2 separate regions of the Sus scrofa genome follow, and region 2 is linked to region 1. The links are chromatin contacts, called in public Hi-C maps. All regions are on one chromosome and are shown on one strand. Each heading gives the region's core, a stretch centred on a gene start, on an enhancer-like site or on the middle of the called end of the contact. The rest is flanking DNA. Distances are from core to core; before and after follow the strand shown.

Region 1 (2,978 bases), core at 346-2,845:
GCGAAGTATTTACAGTGACCTGGAAGCAACTGCTAGCCGCCAATGAAATCCTGACCACGCTTCACGCACATGGGGAGAAAAGGTACAGACTCAAAACGGCTCCGCGGCGGCCAACGCTGTGACAGTCTCCGCGTTTCTTTCACCACGAGGCCCAGGCCAGGCCACACACCACATGAAACAGCGCCTGCGGGAAGGGGTCCTACGGGGGGGAAAGGATCATAATCCCAGGACGAGCCTCAGGTGCTATCACCGGTCGTCAGTGGGAATTCCCGCTCCTGTTCAACCCGGAGTGGCCAAATTTCTCTCCCTCCCAACAGCTTAACTCCTTCCAGCCAGTTATTAAGTTTGTAACGATTAAAGGGACGAAGAGGGAAAAATAAAGCCACATGCGGCACCTACAAAGAAAGGCAGCTTTCTCCACGATATCCGATAGGCTCGAGAGGATGGGTAGCTTTGGTGGAAACTCCGACCCCCGGCTTTGCTCAGGGTACCTCGCGCCATCCTGGGACAAGATGGCAGGACAGGAGCCTAAGAGAGACAATCGCACCTCGAAGCAGCAGGCTGCAGGAGAGCTCCGACAGGAAGAAGCCGCCGAGTCCCTGCTGCCCCGCTAACTACAAATGCCCGTGGAAGCAGCTCCCTTCCCCGAGCCCCGGTCCATGCGCCTGCCCGCCCGCCCAGGAATCCGGCGGGAAGACAAGAGCCTCTCAGGATCCCGAGCACGCTCGAGCAGCAGCTCGTCTCCGGACCACGCTCCTCCGCTCAGAGGCTGAGGCGGGAAGGGGGTGGCTCCAGGATCCTTGCAGGCGGCGGTTTGAACTTGGGGCTACCACGCTCCCAGCACCTTCGGAAGACCTGGCTTTGTCGTGTGGGGGAAACGCGAGAAAATCGGCGGCAAAGCCTCCCGTGGACCCTCGGACCCCAGAAGCAAGTGGTAGCTACAAGTCCCCTCAGTCCTTCCCTCCATCCCGGGTCTCCGTGGCTTCCACCACAGCTTTACCTTCTTTCTTAAGCGCCACAGGCGGCTGCGTCTCCTCCTTCTTGTCAACCACGCCAACGTTGGGGGGCAGCGGGTTCTTGCGGTCTTTCTGGGATTCTTTACGCAGCTGTTTGCCCGCCGCGTTGGAGTTGGTCTGCGCTGCGGCCTGAGCTGCGCTCTTGGCCCCAGGGCCCCCAACGCCGCCCCCGCCGGCTTCTTTTTTCTTGTTCTCTGCTGCCTTCAACACCTCGAAGGGGTCCGATTCGTCGTCAAATAACTGGTCGAATCGGTTGGTGACCACGCAGCCGAAGCCTTCCTGTAAGTGCCCAGGCATGATGGTGGCTCGGCGGCGCGTTCCTCCACGGATTGCAGCGGGCCGCGCCGAGCCAAGAGCGCCTGCTTCAGCTCTTCCCACAAGATGGCCGGGCTGCGAGAGGGGGGCCGTCTTCTCTTCCGGCGCCAGGCACACATCCGGTAGCGGCCAGCGCCGCAAGGCACCACGGGGTATGTAGGCAAGAGTCGCTTTTCCCGTGGCGATTCCCAGAGCCAGCACTACGATTCCCAGAGTTCACGGCGCGACAACTCTTCGCGCGCGCCTCAGAGGCGGGACCTCACCGAGGGAGTGGAGCGTGCAAGCTGAGGGAGGAGAAGCGCGGTGGTGGGCGGAGTTCTGCCACCTGCTCTCACCACCCTTAAACTCTCTGGGTCTTGAGCTGCGCTGAAAACAGGAAAACGTGAAGGCGTGTTTTCCTCGCGAAAGTTCTCAGTCTTCGGTTTTACTTCCCGCCTCCGGTCCAGGGCTAACTTTCCCCACCTCTCTAGGAGGGTCAAGGTGGCTACCAGTCTTATAAATGGAAACAAACTTCGAGGGGTTGCAGAGGTGCCGCTCTCTTCCAAGTGCCCCAGCTACTCAGTTGCTGGCGTCTCCCTCCTGCAGCCCCATTAATGAATCGAGACTCTTCTGCTTAATGTGAAGCGGAATACGCTTCCTCTCGCGGGGACTTGAACTCGAGCAGCAGAATTAACCTAAAAGACAAGTTGAAGTATTATATGTGAGTGTTGCGCGCTTGCGACCGGTGCTTTATTTGCTGTTAACTCCCGACAGTGCGGCGCTAGCCAGACCCTGGGCAAACCTCGAAAAGGCGTTGCTTATAGAAGAAACACTTTCTAGAGTCAATCTGATTGTCCGTTAGTGTCCGGAAAGGTACAGATTGGGTGTTTGTAAAATGTGCCAAAGAAGTAACATTTTAGAGCAACCGAATGAATGTGTGGTGTGCTAAAAAGTGCATTGAGGGGAGGAAAATGTCAGCGAATTGACTGTCATTATTAGTTGAAAATATTAAAGTCCTTTGAGATCATAGAGTGTCGATGCATATTCAAGCATATTTGGTAACACTAAGTTTAAATGTGTTGTCATAATTTTTAAACCTTTTTCCAGTAACGCAAAATATAGGGGAAAAAAATGCATCTCTATGTTCAGAGGCTATGAATGACCTTAATGTCAACAACCTGTTAGGTAGGTTTCCCTTTTCACAAATTAAAACCATTTCAGAGGTGAAAAGATTTACCAAGTTTACACTTCTGTAAATGCTAGTGCCAGGAGTTAACCCAGTCTTCTAATTCCACTCTGAGACGCTTGACATCCTTTTTAATCCAAATGCTACCTTTTGATAGAAGCCAGTCAATTATCAGTTCATTTCCAATATTTGATAAAATCTAAATATTGTTGCTTGTCAAGCAGGGTATGTAACATGGCCAAATGCAATCTTATCGATTTCTGAGAGGAATTCAAGTCAATTCCTTAACATGGGAAATAAAAGAGTCATATTACAGTCCTGTGGCAGCAAGCCTAGTGGTTTTCTAATTTCCAAATCCAGCCCCCATTCCTCAAAGTCACCTATTTCTCTTTTGCCTCGCACACACCTCCCTGTGGCACACACCTCCATCTCACACAGAGACCCTGGCTCCTTCCAAGAAAAAGGACAAGGAGTTTTTGACC
Region 2 (2,978 bases), core at 204-2,703, 490 kb before region 1:
GAATGAAATGGGAAAAACTGGATGCTTTCCAGAAAAGCCACAGTGATTTACATGTTGAGGGTGACTGTTAGAGGGGGAATAAGTTCAGGTTTAGATACGAATTTTGAGATGCCTATTAACTCCTAAGTGCAGATGTTTGTCTGTTTTCGTGGAAAAGCCTACAGATAAACTTGTAAAGCATCAGTATACAGGTAATTCTGAAAGGCAAAAAACAATAGTGCGGAAAAGAGGTTTAAACACTGATCCCAGCAACACTCCCACATTTAGGTATGGACGAGATGAGGTACCAGCAGAGTATTTTGAAAAGAGGTAGACATAAACCAAGGGGACAATTAAGGAGGGGTGGTGTTCCAGAAACCCAATTATGTGATTCGAAACTCAAGAAGTGATAAACTAGATGAAAACTGCTAATGAATGTGTTAGAAAAGAAACTGAGAAATGTCCAGTTGGATAGCTGGAGAGCTATTGCTTACCTTCACAAAAGCTATTTGTGTGTGTGTGAGAGAGAGAAGTGGTAGGATGGACAAAGACCTGAGTACCATATTCAAGAGAGAACGCAAGGTTCTCTTCCAAGTTCATTCAACAAGTTCTGCTAAAGAAAGACAGCTGGAAGAGACTGGAGAGCAGAGTCACAGAAGGCTTGAAAAGAGAGAACAAAAGTGGTCTGGAAGCATGGAAGGGCCGAGGAATTAGGAAACTTTAGTGGGGCTGCTAGACTAAGGGACCATATAAGTTTAAATGTGAGACAAATCGCCAGAGCTGTCTGCTTTTCTCCAGCCTCTCATCCACTGCTGCAGAACAACAGAACGTTGTGAGCTGGAATGAGTTTTAAGGGAGGATGGTATGAGGAGGAGGCAGGAAAAAACCTCGACTACAGCGCATAGCAATGTACAGTCTGATGAGTCATAGAAGTTGAGAGGATTGAACATCTCGGCACAATTTGAAGGCAAAAGGCTTGAGACTGCAGACCGAAAACAAAACAAAAAAACAGGAGTACTAGGACGAAAGGTAGTTCTAAACAAACTAGGTTCTTTTCTAAGAGAGCAAGCACAGCAGTAGAGGTTTAGAAAAGGATGTATTAGGTCAAGGAAGGAAACACTGCCGCCTAGGAGCTTCCAAGACTGCTGATTGAACACAGATGCAGTAAAAGGCTCTGAAAGGGCTCTCTCCGGGATCAGGCGGGATGGACTAAAGTTTCAGCGCCGGAACTTACACCCCGAGATTCTGCTGCTTGCGGCTGTTTACCGGAGAGATGGGCATGGCGGCGACCGGATGGGAGTGGTCGACCACCCCCTTCCTTGGCTGCTTCTGGAGACCCAGTATCCCAACCCTCGGCGTTAGCGGCTCCAGCTGAGGCACGGGAATGTTTGCCGGGCGTCATGGAGACAGTGGAGCCCTGGCTCAACAAGCGGCCGCGCGGTTGGCTGGCGGCTAGAGGCCCAGGAGGAGGGCGGAGGCGAAGGGGAGGGCAGAGGGTTGGCGGAGCAAGAGGAAGCTCCGGCCGACGACTAGAAGAAGGAGGCGGGCGGCCCGGGCCCCAGGCCCCTCCCAGGCTCTGAGTCTCCCCGGCTGCAGGCGGATGGATGGGGCTTCTTCAGGCGGTGGCGGCAGCAGCGAAGGTGGCGGTGGCAGCAGCGGCAGCGGCTGTAAGTGCAGCCTCCATAAACCATCTATCCTCTCCTAGTCCTATTTGGGATGAAGGGCTCTCCAAGTGTCCCCGGTACCCTTTTTCTCCTTCCCCTCCCCCACCGCACTGTATCGCCCGGAAGATCCTTAACTTCCGGGGAGGGGCTGAGAGATCAAGCCCTTCTTGCTCCCCCTCCCGAAGTGGCGCCGGCCACCCAGGGCGCATGCGCAGCGCCTCTCCGCCGCCCACCCCTTCCCAGCCGGGTCTTTTGCTTTGGCGGTGGTGGCTGCAGCGCCGGTCTTCCCCAGCATCCGCGGCGCGCTGGGAATCCGCTGCGGAGTGAGTTCGCCTCGCCCTGTCGGCTTCCGCCCCTTTCTTCAGTCTGATCCCGAACCTGGTCGGGGTGGGGCCAAGCTGATGGTGCCCGTGGCTCCGCCTCTTTGCCTCTGTATCACGGATTCGATCCCACTGCAGCCCTTGGGCGAACCGGCCCTTTTCAGAGGGAGTGAGGGAGGGAAGAGAGGCTCGAAGAAGGCGTTATTGTAAGGGAGTGAGGTCCTCGCAGCCCCACCCTGGAGACAGATGCCTCCCCCGCCTTTGAATGGCCTTGTTCTTTCAGCTTTTGGTGGAAAGATCTCTGGCCTGGAGCCCATCGCTAGTCTTCGCTATGTGACCTTGGGCGAGTCATTATCCACCTCTGGGCCCCATTTATCCCCAAAGCTTCCTCCAACGCTAAAACTCTTAATTTTGCAGAAAAGCTTATGCAATTACAAGACTGGCCCCTCCACTGAGGCCGCTTAGCTGAGACCACCCGGAGTTGAGTGAACCTTTCTTCAGTCATGGGTGGAATAAGGCGACCTATTTTTGGGGTCGCTTTTATTTCATTACCATCAGTTACAGACTGCATGACCCAAGGCTCATTAATGTTTTTCTAAAATTGTCGTGGGATTCCTGTCCCAATTCTTGACCGTGTTTTAAAAAATTAGAGACAGGGTGAATGGGGAGCTTGTGGTATCATCGTCTTTGGTCTCCTTACTACTGAGGCTCTCTTTCCTTTGATCCAGATGGTGTGGTGGCTCGATTCTCCCAGTGCCTGGCTGAGTTTCGGACGTGGTTAAGAACCAACTGGTTGAGGTTCAATGCAGACAAGACGGATGTGATGCTGGTAGGCAGGGGCACGCTTGGAGATTAAGGGAGGGAAAGTCCAAACTCCCTCAAGTAATATAAATGTTATATTACTCTTCTAGTGTATGAGAACGACTGATGGGCTAATAATTTCCAGAGTTTGGATGAGATAAAAATAACATGTCAAAAATATTAAAACTATTGAAATATCAGTTTGTGGTAATCT

Evidence for each region. A called contact is a pair of places that touch in the nucleus more often than the background predicts.
Region 2: a Hi-C map of liver shows a contact between it and region 1, with 6 times the contacts expected there. The contact joins the promoter of MIER1 here to the promoter of SERBP1 in region 1. A contact is called at or near these places in 2 of 47 Hi-C or Micro-C datasets (embryonic fibroblasts and liver) and 1 of 2 datasets of contacts at active chromatin or transcription factors (alveolar macrophages).

The regions. Positions count from the first base shown.
Region 1 is chr6:145,185,168-145,188,145 of Sscrofa11.1, reverse strand. It overlaps SERBP1 (plasminogen activator inhibitor 1 RNA-binding protein), which reads right to left and starts at 1,595. Exons shown (of 8, transcript XM_003127935.4): 1 at 1,001-1,595. The coding sequence starts at 1,313.
Region 2 is chr6:145,678,538-145,681,515 of Sscrofa11.1, reverse strand. It overlaps MIER1 (mesoderm induction early response protein 1), which reads left to right and starts at 1,453. Exons shown (of 14, transcript XM_021096499.1): 1 at 1,453-1,646; 2 at 2,692-2,792. The coding sequence starts at 1,580. It overlaps WDR78 (WD repeat-containing protein 78), which reads right to left and starts at 1,381. Exons shown (of 19, transcript XM_021096495.1): 1 at 1,327-1,381; 2 at 1,277-1,324; 3 at 1,214-1,274. The coding sequence starts at 1,381.